2 separate regions of the Mus musculus genome follow, and region 1 is linked to region 2. A link is a contact called in public HiChIP or PLAC-seq data. All regions are on one chromosome and are shown on one strand. The core of a region is the stretch at or near the end of the contact, and the rest is flanking DNA. Distances in the headings are between cores, read along the strand shown.

What was found. HiChIP or PLAC-seq counts read pairs in DNA pulled down with a chosen protein or histone mark.
Region 1: an H3K27ac HiChIP or PLAC-seq map of microglia shows a contact between it and region 2, with 4 times the contacts expected there. The contact joins two enhancer-like sites. A contact is called at or near these places in 1 of 15 datasets of contacts at CTCF or cohesin (pro-B cells), 6 of 484 Hi-C or Micro-C datasets (CD8 T cells, the G1E-ER4 cell line, embryonic stem cells and 1 more), 4 of 115 datasets of contacts at active chromatin or transcription factors (CD8 T cells, embryonic stem cells, large pre-B cells and 1 more) and 2 of 9 other capture datasets (adipose tissue and liver).

What each region holds. Positions count from the first base shown.
Region 1 is chr3:9,862,496-9,867,417 of GRCm38.p6, reverse strand. No RefSeq gene overlaps it. Among named protein-coding and RNA genes, the nearest start is that of Gm33273, 20 kb to the left of the region's middle. Within about 2 kb of position 1,962, at least 79 of the 459 cell types and tissues checked have an H3K27ac peak or open chromatin away from gene starts, as enhancers often do. A contact at or near this core is called in microglia, where this site is marked.
Region 2 is chr3:9,701,556-9,706,210 of GRCm38.p6, reverse strand. Pag1 (phosphoprotein associated with glycosphingolipid microdomains 1) reads left to right here. Exons shown (of 9, transcript NM_001195031.1): 4 at 1-128; 5 at 1,456-1,507; 6 at 4,157-4,253. Among named protein-coding and RNA genes, the nearest start is that of Gm33169, 41 kb to the right of the region's middle. Within about 2 kb of position 2,395, at least 22 of the 459 cell types and tissues checked have an H3K27ac peak or open chromatin away from gene starts, as enhancers often do. A contact at or near this core is called in microglia, where this site is marked.

The DNA.
Region 1 (4,922 bases), core at 713-3,212, 160 kb before region 2:
ACCGAGTACTTAGCATGCTTTCCCTCTTGTTGTTTGGATCATAAGTCCAATTTCGATACAGGCTCTTGAAGTAGATCATGCACTGATGCTCCTGGAGGGGCCTTGATAGCTGGGAGCTCCTGTCCTGGGGAGACCTAGTTCCAGACAGCTATCCCTACCTGCATCCCACCTCTCTGATCTATGGAGAAGCATCAAGTGTTAGCTTAGTGTATGGTGAACAAGAAGGACCAAAGGGCCCAGTATTCTCTGAGGTGATGGGAAACTCCCATTTAATGAGTAGTTCAAGATGTCCAGTGTTAAGCTTGATATTTAATATAAGACACTCATTAGTCATTAATCCAAGTCACTCTACCATCCCTTGGTATCCATTGAGGTTTTTCCTTGTGTTTACACGATGCACGTACACTCATAAACTCTATATAAAATGATGATGCATTTGTACATAACTGTCAATATCTTCCCACATAATCATAATTCCCCTTTAATCATCTCTAAATATCCTTTTTATAAATTTTACTTTTGTGTTTTTATAATGTATGTGTACACACACATGAATATAGACTCCAGAAATCAACAGCAGAGGTCTTCCTTCTTACCTTTGTCCATCTTATTCTTTGAGATAGTGCCCACCATTGACCCATCTAAATGGCTGGCCACTGGGCTAAGGAACCCTTCCATCTCCTCCTCCTGGCCCTGGGGTTATGGTGCACACTGCCACTCCCAGCTTCTTACATGGTGCTAGGGATCTGAGTTCAGGTCCTCACGCTTGGGTGGCAGCCACTTGACTGACAGAGGCATCTCCTCAACCCTTTCAAGACTCTTAATACAATGGAGATGCTGTGTGAGCCCTGTGATGCTGTATTCTTCGAGGGACCATAAGAACAAAAGTCAAAAAATTGATACAGATGCAATTTTAAAAGATTTTCAATCTTGGTGCATCGAATCTGCAGATTCAGAAGAGCAGATACAGATACATTTTAGAGGTTAACTTAGCTTGAAGCCTAAAGAAGGCAAAGTTGCCGCCCAAGCTCACAGAGCTGCTAATGAGTGGCCAGTGTGTCAGCTGTCCCTTCACCTCTTGCTGAAAAGACCTATCTCAAAGCATCACCATCTTGATTCATCTGTTTCCAAGCTGATTATTTGGCATATAACTGGTGCTTAGTTTATTTTTGTGGCACTCAGTTATGGACAAATGACCATCTTCTACAATAAAAATATACATGAACATTTTACTGGGTCTACATTAAATAATTCGATAGCACTGAGTGCATCTTTAATAACAATGTGATAAGATCTGTGCTAGATTTGAAAACTGAACTCTGCACTTAACTCTTATATTTCACATGCGTGTCTTGCCTTTGATTCCATATTTGGTCAGAGTGCATACACACGCTGAGGACGATGGGAGTACCTGGCCCAGAGGCTGCCAGGCCCCACAGCCGGAAACTGGCAGCAGGTTGTGGAACCGTATCTTTGGTTTGGCGGTGAAGTGTGCTACACCCATTTCCTGGTCTGGCCTCCTCGTTCACACAGGTTTCCTGCTCTTGGCAGTTTGGGTTTCCTCCGTTGCAACAGCTCTTCCCAGTACGCACCTGGGGAGACTGAGGAGGAGATGCCACTGGCAGTGCAGCTGGGTTGAAGAGATTATTTGTTTAGGGCGACAGAAAGAAAGGTAGAGAGAGAAAAGGAAGGGGAGGTAGTGAAGCATTCACGAGCAATGCCCTAGGCTTCCTGGATGAGGTGTGTATTGTGGGGGGCACAGGACAACTCTGGACAGGATCGTGTGTGGTGTGCTTGTGTGATGCGGGACAGTGGGAATGGCCCGAGCCTTCTCACACCCAGGAAAAGCTACAGAGAACCAAGCAGATCTCGGGGTCTTTTCACGCGCTCGAGGTGCAGCTGTTCCATGTTAGCTGGCTGGCTTCTTCTTGAAAGCCTTCTCTGGTTTCCTCGTTGACGTCATCACAACCTTTGTATCCTCTTCATTGTGCCTATCATGACCAAAAGCTCAAGTGTTGGCTGAGTTCCTTATGACTTCCTCAGTCTCTCCTTCTAAAATGCATATTGTGCCCCAAATGTCTGTCACCAGGGACACTTTGCCCTTCGGAGGTTGTTAATTATCCCCTTATTCTAGGAGATCTTCACTCAGATGCCCCATGCCCTGCTTTTATTGTTTGTTTGTTTGTTTGTTTGTTTGTTTGTTTGTTTTTGAGAGAGGTCTCAGAATGTAGCCCAGACAGGCCTTGAACTCATGTTCATCCTGCCTCCAACTCCTTGGTGCTGGGATTACAGTGTACCAGCACTTACGGCTTGGGAGTCTCATTTTTATTCAAAGACAAGCCTCAAAATTGGGCTACAAATCCTCCTTTCAGTTCCTCAAAGAGCAGTTTGTTTCCTGTCTCAGAGCCTTTCATGCCACTCGCCTGGCTGAGACATCAGCCTTTTGTGACCTCCTTGCAAACTCTGCCTGGGACCCCTGATTCATCCAGATTCAGTGGCCATCCATAGAAAGGTTTGCTCCTATAACTTTCTCAAGCTGGATTTCCTCTACGTCTTTTCCATTTGCTTACCCACTCAGTTATCCTGCATCTTCCTCACACTTTTATAAGCTTCCTAGGGGTAGAGAGTTCACGAGCTTTATTTCTCATCGTGTGCTTACGGTTTAGCACAATGCCTAGAACACAGTCAAGGCTAAGTGCATTGCTGGATCAACAAATCGATCAATGATGTTCAATCACCTGCCAACACTTGGTTCCAGAAGAAATCTTACGTCTTAGTAGCTGCAGTTCATCTGCATCATCTGATTTCTACCTCTCTTAAAAATCAAAGTTCTCCTCTGCCCAAAATGTTTCCCTTAGTACACAGCCACTGTCACTTTCTCCTTCGCCAGACCATTGGTCGTTTTCATCCCCAAAGGGGCTCTGAGCACTTATGGGAGCTCAGCACAAATCAGGAGATGCATTGGCTATGGTCGCGGACCTCAAGGAGAATGAAGACCTAAAGCACACTTTTAGCCTTTGACTACAGTTCAAATGGCTCAAGGGGGAGACGAATGAGCTAATTATAGTTTCATTGGCATTTCAAAACGTGTTTCTTTCTCCTGCTATTCTTCCTATAATCTTACTAAGACACTTTAAATAGGGCCACCCTTCCAGGAGACTCACCCTGAGGACAATCTTTCCCAGCACAGCTTTGATGCTGACAAATGCTACAACTTCCCTTAACCTGTGTCTAATCTGTGCCCTGCTGATTCCTTCTATTTAAATGAACCTCCTGAAGACCACACCTTCTGGGGTTCAAATGCAAACATGCAAACAAACACCTTCGAAGCCAAAGCCTAAACACTTTCAGCCAGCTATCTTAGGAATGGGACTTACTTCCCCTGCTTCAAATAACTATTTCTCCCTAGAAACTTGTGGTCATATTTATAGTTGTGTTCTCATTAATTTAAATCAAATTGAATCAAATTTTCAATCAAACTTAGATTCTTTACTTTTCCCTCTGTTTCATCCAGTACTCCTAATCCTGCAGATGGATCATCACATATAAGTAGGAAAACAGGCAGCTAAAATACAGGAAATGCAGCCTCTTACTGTACTGTGTGTATGCTCTTGCTGGCTGAGTCTGCATGCCTTTTCTAGCTTAAGGGAGCAGAGCGGGCAGCTTTGGCACAGTCACTGTGCTACCAATTTCCCCTGTATCTGGAAGCTCTACTCTTTGCAAAGTGCTTTCTTGTCACACTCGAGCACAGGTTATAGCACCTTTAGCTCTTCATTTCCACTCTCTGCTTCAGTTCCCTGGAAGAGGTAACCTCTAGACCAATGCCTCTCACTCGCTCTTTGACTTGAGTTTCCAGAGAAACCATTCCAGTGTCACTCTGTACTGATTCGCTGGCTCAGTTGTTCAGTCTCCTTCTGAGAGGAGTCTGGATTCCAAGTGCTTGCCACCAATCTGGCTCTATAGCATCACCCCAGGCAGTGGTCCTGTTTATCCCACACTTCTGTAGTAGATCCCTCAGGGAGGACACTGGGGACCTCAGTCTGCAAACCACCTTTCAGTGGTAACTGCAGATGGTACAGCAACTGTGCACAAGTGCTGTTTCATGCAGGAATCAGATCTTGAGACTCTTGTGCTTGGAAAGTGTGAGTGGCTTCCTGTTGCAACCACAACGAAAGCTAAACCCCTGCCTCCACCTCTCACACCCTATTGCAGGACACCTCCAACTCTGTCGCATGTCGCTCTATAAAGCTATTCTAGGCATACGTCCTCCACTGGAGCCTTAGTTCACCAGACAGTGAGCTTGATCCAGAATCGACATTTATGCTTCCTGGTCCCAGGGTCTGGAAAGTCTGAGATGGAAGAAGGGTCTCCAGATTTGTTTGTCTAATGAAGGTTATTTTTTCTCTCCAAGATAGTGCCTTCATTGTGTGTTCCAGAAGAGTGCCCTCATCATTTACAAAGGTGGGAGGATAAGGGAGCCTCTTCTTAAAGGACTTCAGTCCTATTTACAGGGAGAGTATCCTTTATGGATCACCACCTTGTAAAGCCCCCAATCACCTTTGCTAGGACTCAGTATCCCCGTCTTGAGGGTCACATTGCAGCCATGGGTGACTTGCTTGTGTGTTCTTCCCCTCACATGGCTTCCTCCTTCTCATGGTTCAGATTCTATTTCAAAGGTCATCTCCCTCCTTGAGCTACATCTGTTTTCACTCTCTGTGACATTTCCCCCGTGGCTATGTTCACAGTTCTCATGAGTGTGAGAAGCAAAATATTAGTGTATAGATTGTAGAACAGCCACCTCCCTGTGAACATAAGTTGCACACGGTTGGACCCACCTCATTGCTCTCCTAGCATCTAATAGAGAGTCTGGCGCATGCCTGGCATCCATCCATCCATTCCACTGTTTGAGCCACTTGTACCTG
Region 2 (4,655 bases), core at 1,146-3,645:
GGCCCTGCAGGAAGCGTACTGAGCAGTGGGCAGATGCAGATGCAGATGGTCCTGTGGGGAAGTCTGGCTGCCGTGGCCATGTTCTTCCTCATCACCTTCCTCGTCCTCCTGTGTTCCACTTGCGACAGGTTAGAACAAACATGCATGTTCTAGAGCCTAAACCTGCTGTTTTCCCTGTGTCCCACGGAGCCTCTTTATTAAGAGCCTCCCTGGCCCACATTCATGGGTTGGTCACAAAGGGCATTCTTCATTCGTCAATTGAAAATGCTTATTGATCTTCCTGGAGGGCAAAGCAAAGAGCCCTTCCTATCTAAATGTCTGGAATGAATTCTGCAATTCTTTGAGCACAGTCTTTGTGTGCTGTCTTTGGCCATGGGCATACTGAAATCTAAGTGTGAGGTACTACATCCTGTTGCCACAGTGGGAAGTCACTGAGGGTGCTCACTATTGCGTGGCCTGGAGAGCTCACATATTAGTAAAACTGTGTGTGATAAACTGCCCTTTAGGAAGACATAGGCTTGTATTTCCTACAAGAGAGGCTCACTGAAAATGGAAGCCTTTTTTCTCTTTTTTTCAGCATTATACTTGTCTCCCTTGGCTCAGGGAGAAGTGAAGTTCTTTGTAACCAAGACGGATGCCCAGAACTGTCAGAGATGATGCAGGGTGCAGCCTTCTGGTCTAGCTGGGAGCCAGTGGGAACCAGCTTAGCCAGCTCCATACTCAACTCTCTCGATTTGGATCCCATTCTAAAATCTGTCAAAAAGAGAAACCCATGCCCTCTGGCCTCTGCAGCCTCTCCTAGTCCCTGCCAAGCAAGGACTCAGGTCTTGAAGGACAGGACAAGCCTAGAGACACTAGACTTGGCTCCCCAAAACTTCAAGAATCTGCTACTGTAATGACTCACTCTCCCGCTAGGTGTCACCCTCTTCTCGCCACAGATAGAAATGTGGTCTTTACAACCAATGGCTTTCTTTAGCCTGTTCTGTGTAAAACACATTCTGTTTTTACTAGGCAGACTTTTCCGTAGACTGGAAGTACCTATGACTCATCCTGAGAGAATGTCACCTCCCTGATGTGCCAAAGTAGTATCTCCCATATTTTCTCTCATCCCTTACGGCACGTGACTTCACAGACTCTTAAGGGAGAAGATGAGGTCATTGTTAGGATTTGCTAAAGAATAAAGGCAGTGTCTGTCATCTGAGTGTTCCAGGCACAGACAGATCCTGCTTGCAGCCCGCTGTCTCCCGTAGTGAACTTGACCCTCTGGGAAGGGGTGTGCCAGAAGCGGGCTCAGCCTTTGCTGTAGGTCAGGACTTTTTCTGATCTAGTTTTATTAACCTGGTTAATAAAACCAGAGAGGCGGAGCTGATAAATGTTAGGCTAGGGAAGTATGGTGTCCACTTCACTTTAAGGGACACATTTGACATCAGAATGGTATTTTCTTCTCCCTTTCAGAGAGAAGAAGCCACGGCAGCATAGCGGGGACCATGAGAACCTGATGAATGTGGTAAGCCTCGGTGTGGCTGTCTGTCTGTCCGAGTACACCTCTCCAGGCATGGCGCTACTGGCTTTCGACACAACTGAAGCTGGCATGGGGACGTAAATGGATATTAGCTGTGGCTTTCTGTATACTGTATGTACGGCTGGGAGCCTGGCTTGACCAGTGTTCAGGGTAGCTTCTGCAGAGATGTCTTCATGCCCCTCCTGGTCTGGGAGGGCTGTCACAAGGAACAACTAGACAATTCATCTAAGATTTCTTGTCTCTCTGCTCTGGAGAGCAGAGTCCAGCATTCAGTGTTGTCACACGAGCCCCTTCCAGAGCTAGATCTGTTCCCAAACTCAGCTCCTTAGTGCACACCCACCTAGTCCTTGCTGTCACCTTCCCTCTCTGAATGTATGTCTTGAAGCCAAGATAGCAACTGTACCTCTCTGACTTCAGTCCTAACTAGTGCCATCTGAAATAGCCCTGCTTTCAGATGAGGTTAGGCTGTGGCACTAGGGACTGAGATTTTGGCATGCATTTGGGTGGCGCTGCAGCCATTCATCGGGGCCTGGAGCCCACAGCATAGCTTGGCCTTGGTGCGTTATCGGATCGTCAGCATTTGATGGGATCCTGAGAGACCCAGCAGTCTCAAGGAGAGAGCTGTCCACCTGGGTGGTGACCTTTTGTTGTGCCCTTAAGTGGCAGCAGCCTCAGCAGCTGTGTCTGCAGGGCTGGGTTGAGCTCCCGCTGGGCCCCAGGGCAGGTCTAGGAGAGAGGGCGCTTCCTGCTCCCAGCCAGGAAGCACATATGCATTTAAACTCTGGGGGGCCTGGGCTGTTTGCACCCAGCAAGCATGTTCAGAGCACATGCGTGAGGTACCAGGCTGCCTGAACCCCCACTTCCCAGTGTGCCTGTAGCCCAAGCAGACAGGAAGCTCCTCCTGGACCCCAGCCAGGGCTCTCTTCCTTTGTCTGAGACCACCCATCACAGCCACCCCGGACCTCAGCATCTCTCCTGCCCTGACTGATGTTCTCCTGCTATTTTCACCTCTTATCTTGTCTCACTCCTTGTTCCCAGTGTCTCTATGCTCCCCAGTGCTTGCACAGGGTAGGGGAGGAATGGGGGGTGGACAGATAGGCCCTGTCTTTCTTCAGAGCCCACCTTCCTCAGTCAGGTGGACAGGAGGTTGTGGCTGAACTCAACTCGAGCCTCACTTCCTCCTAGTGCTCTCAGGAATGGCGAGACCTGGCAGCTCAACCTGAGTACTGTATGAAGCCAGTGTTCAGGGGTGGGACCAAGCTTTGCCGGTCACTCTGATATGGGCATCCACATGAACGCCGGTCATTCTCGATCTTTCATCCCCGTTATTCTGCCTGAGGACAGCAGCCTTTGCGGGCAGGGAGAGTGCCGCCTCTTCATTCTCTTCCCCACATAGGATCTCCTCCACACACCTCCAGGACAGACTGTATCCACAGGATGCCTGCTGACAGTGCCAGTGAGGCCTGCACACAGCTGCCCACTGAGCTCCTGACTTCCCTAGACCACTCCCAGTTTGCTGACTTGTTTCTCATGGGGGCTAAGATGGGAAAGAGCAGTTCAGACAGAGATTATAGAAGCTTGGCAGTGGCGTGCTATGCAGGAAGCCTTCCCTTGGTCCCCCTCTCTGTCCCCTAAGGACACTGTTTCTCCAATATGAGCATCTCAGGGTCCTGGCAAAGCACAAACACTTCAAGTCACTTTATAGCAGCAGATGCGAGCAGTATTGGCCCAAAGAGCAGACTTCCCGGACACTGGCGCACTGCTGCACTTCAAGGGCTACTTATTATCTGTTATTATTTGATTTCCCATCAGAGTCAGTAAGATTGTGAAGCCAGCGACCCAAGACTCCTGTACAGGTTGCATCAGAATTTCCCTGTGATATCCTGAGACCTGGGCTGTGTCTTGGGCAGCAGAAGCCATTAACATGAAGAGGGTAGGGTCCGACATGTTAGACAGAACACATCCAGAAGCAGCTGCTGTCTTCTGCCCTGTGAGGACTCTGCCTGCCATGTTGTTCCAGGCAGTCCACACAGCACCATCAGCCCAGAGGAACAAAATCAGTTCTCCCAAGTGTCTGTGCATCTCTGAAAGTAGGAAAGGTTTGCAAAGCAATTATTCAGTAGATGATCGTTTCAATAAAGCTCGGAAATAGGCTCGGGAATGTATAGCATTAAATGCTGTGTTGACCATGTTTAAATCTCTTCCTGTCGGGACACTTTGCTGTTTGTTTGTCACCACCTGTGTTTTAGGGATGGCATTGATCCCTGCTGGGCTCTGTTCTGACCCACACAATAATCTGTGGTCTCCATTCCCCTTGAGCTAGGAAAACACAGTGTACCCGTAGCCCATCTGTAACCACCTGGTGAGATGCGCTGCCTGCAGTCCTGGGAGACCCCCAGTGCCTGAGAGACCAGAACCATACTTAGGAAATAAGTTCAGCCATTCTCCATTGGAGAAAGTGGTCCCCACTCTCAACACTTGAGTTTATCTAGTTATCCATGGTGTTCAGTCTAACCGTTCTTGTTTTACCTAACTTTGTCAATGGACTCTGGCATTTCTTTGGCTGCTTTGATTTTTGGAGTATCCGCTGGTGCCCAGCAGATTCTTAATAGAAGATGTGTTTGGATTTTTCAGCCTTCCGACAAGGACATGTTCAGCCATTCGGCAACCAGCCTGACAACAGATGCACTGGCTAGCAGCGAACAGAACGGGGTGCTCACCAATGGCGACAGTAAGTTCTGCAGAGGAAGCACTGGGGAGCCTTAGGCTTTGAGCAAGGTGCTCGGGGGCGGTGGTGATGACTCTGCCCCAGGGTTCCCAGCACCCACGTGGCAGCTCACAACTCTCCCTGACTGTAGTTGTAGGGGAGCCTCCGCACGCACCAGGCATGCAAGCGATGCAGATGACCAGTAGGGAATGTACTCTATCCCAGTCATTGTTACTACCAGCTAGAGGCCTCATTTGCATAGTGGCTGCTGGTGCCGGGTACCCTCTTGGAGTGCGTGCTGTCATTCCTTTCACTGTGCCCACACACAGGTGGCACTGTCCCCAGTCTAAGTGAGAGCACAGGGCTACTGGATTAAGTTACCACAGTCTAATGCTGCAGTGGCTGGAGTGACTGACAGCTGGCCAG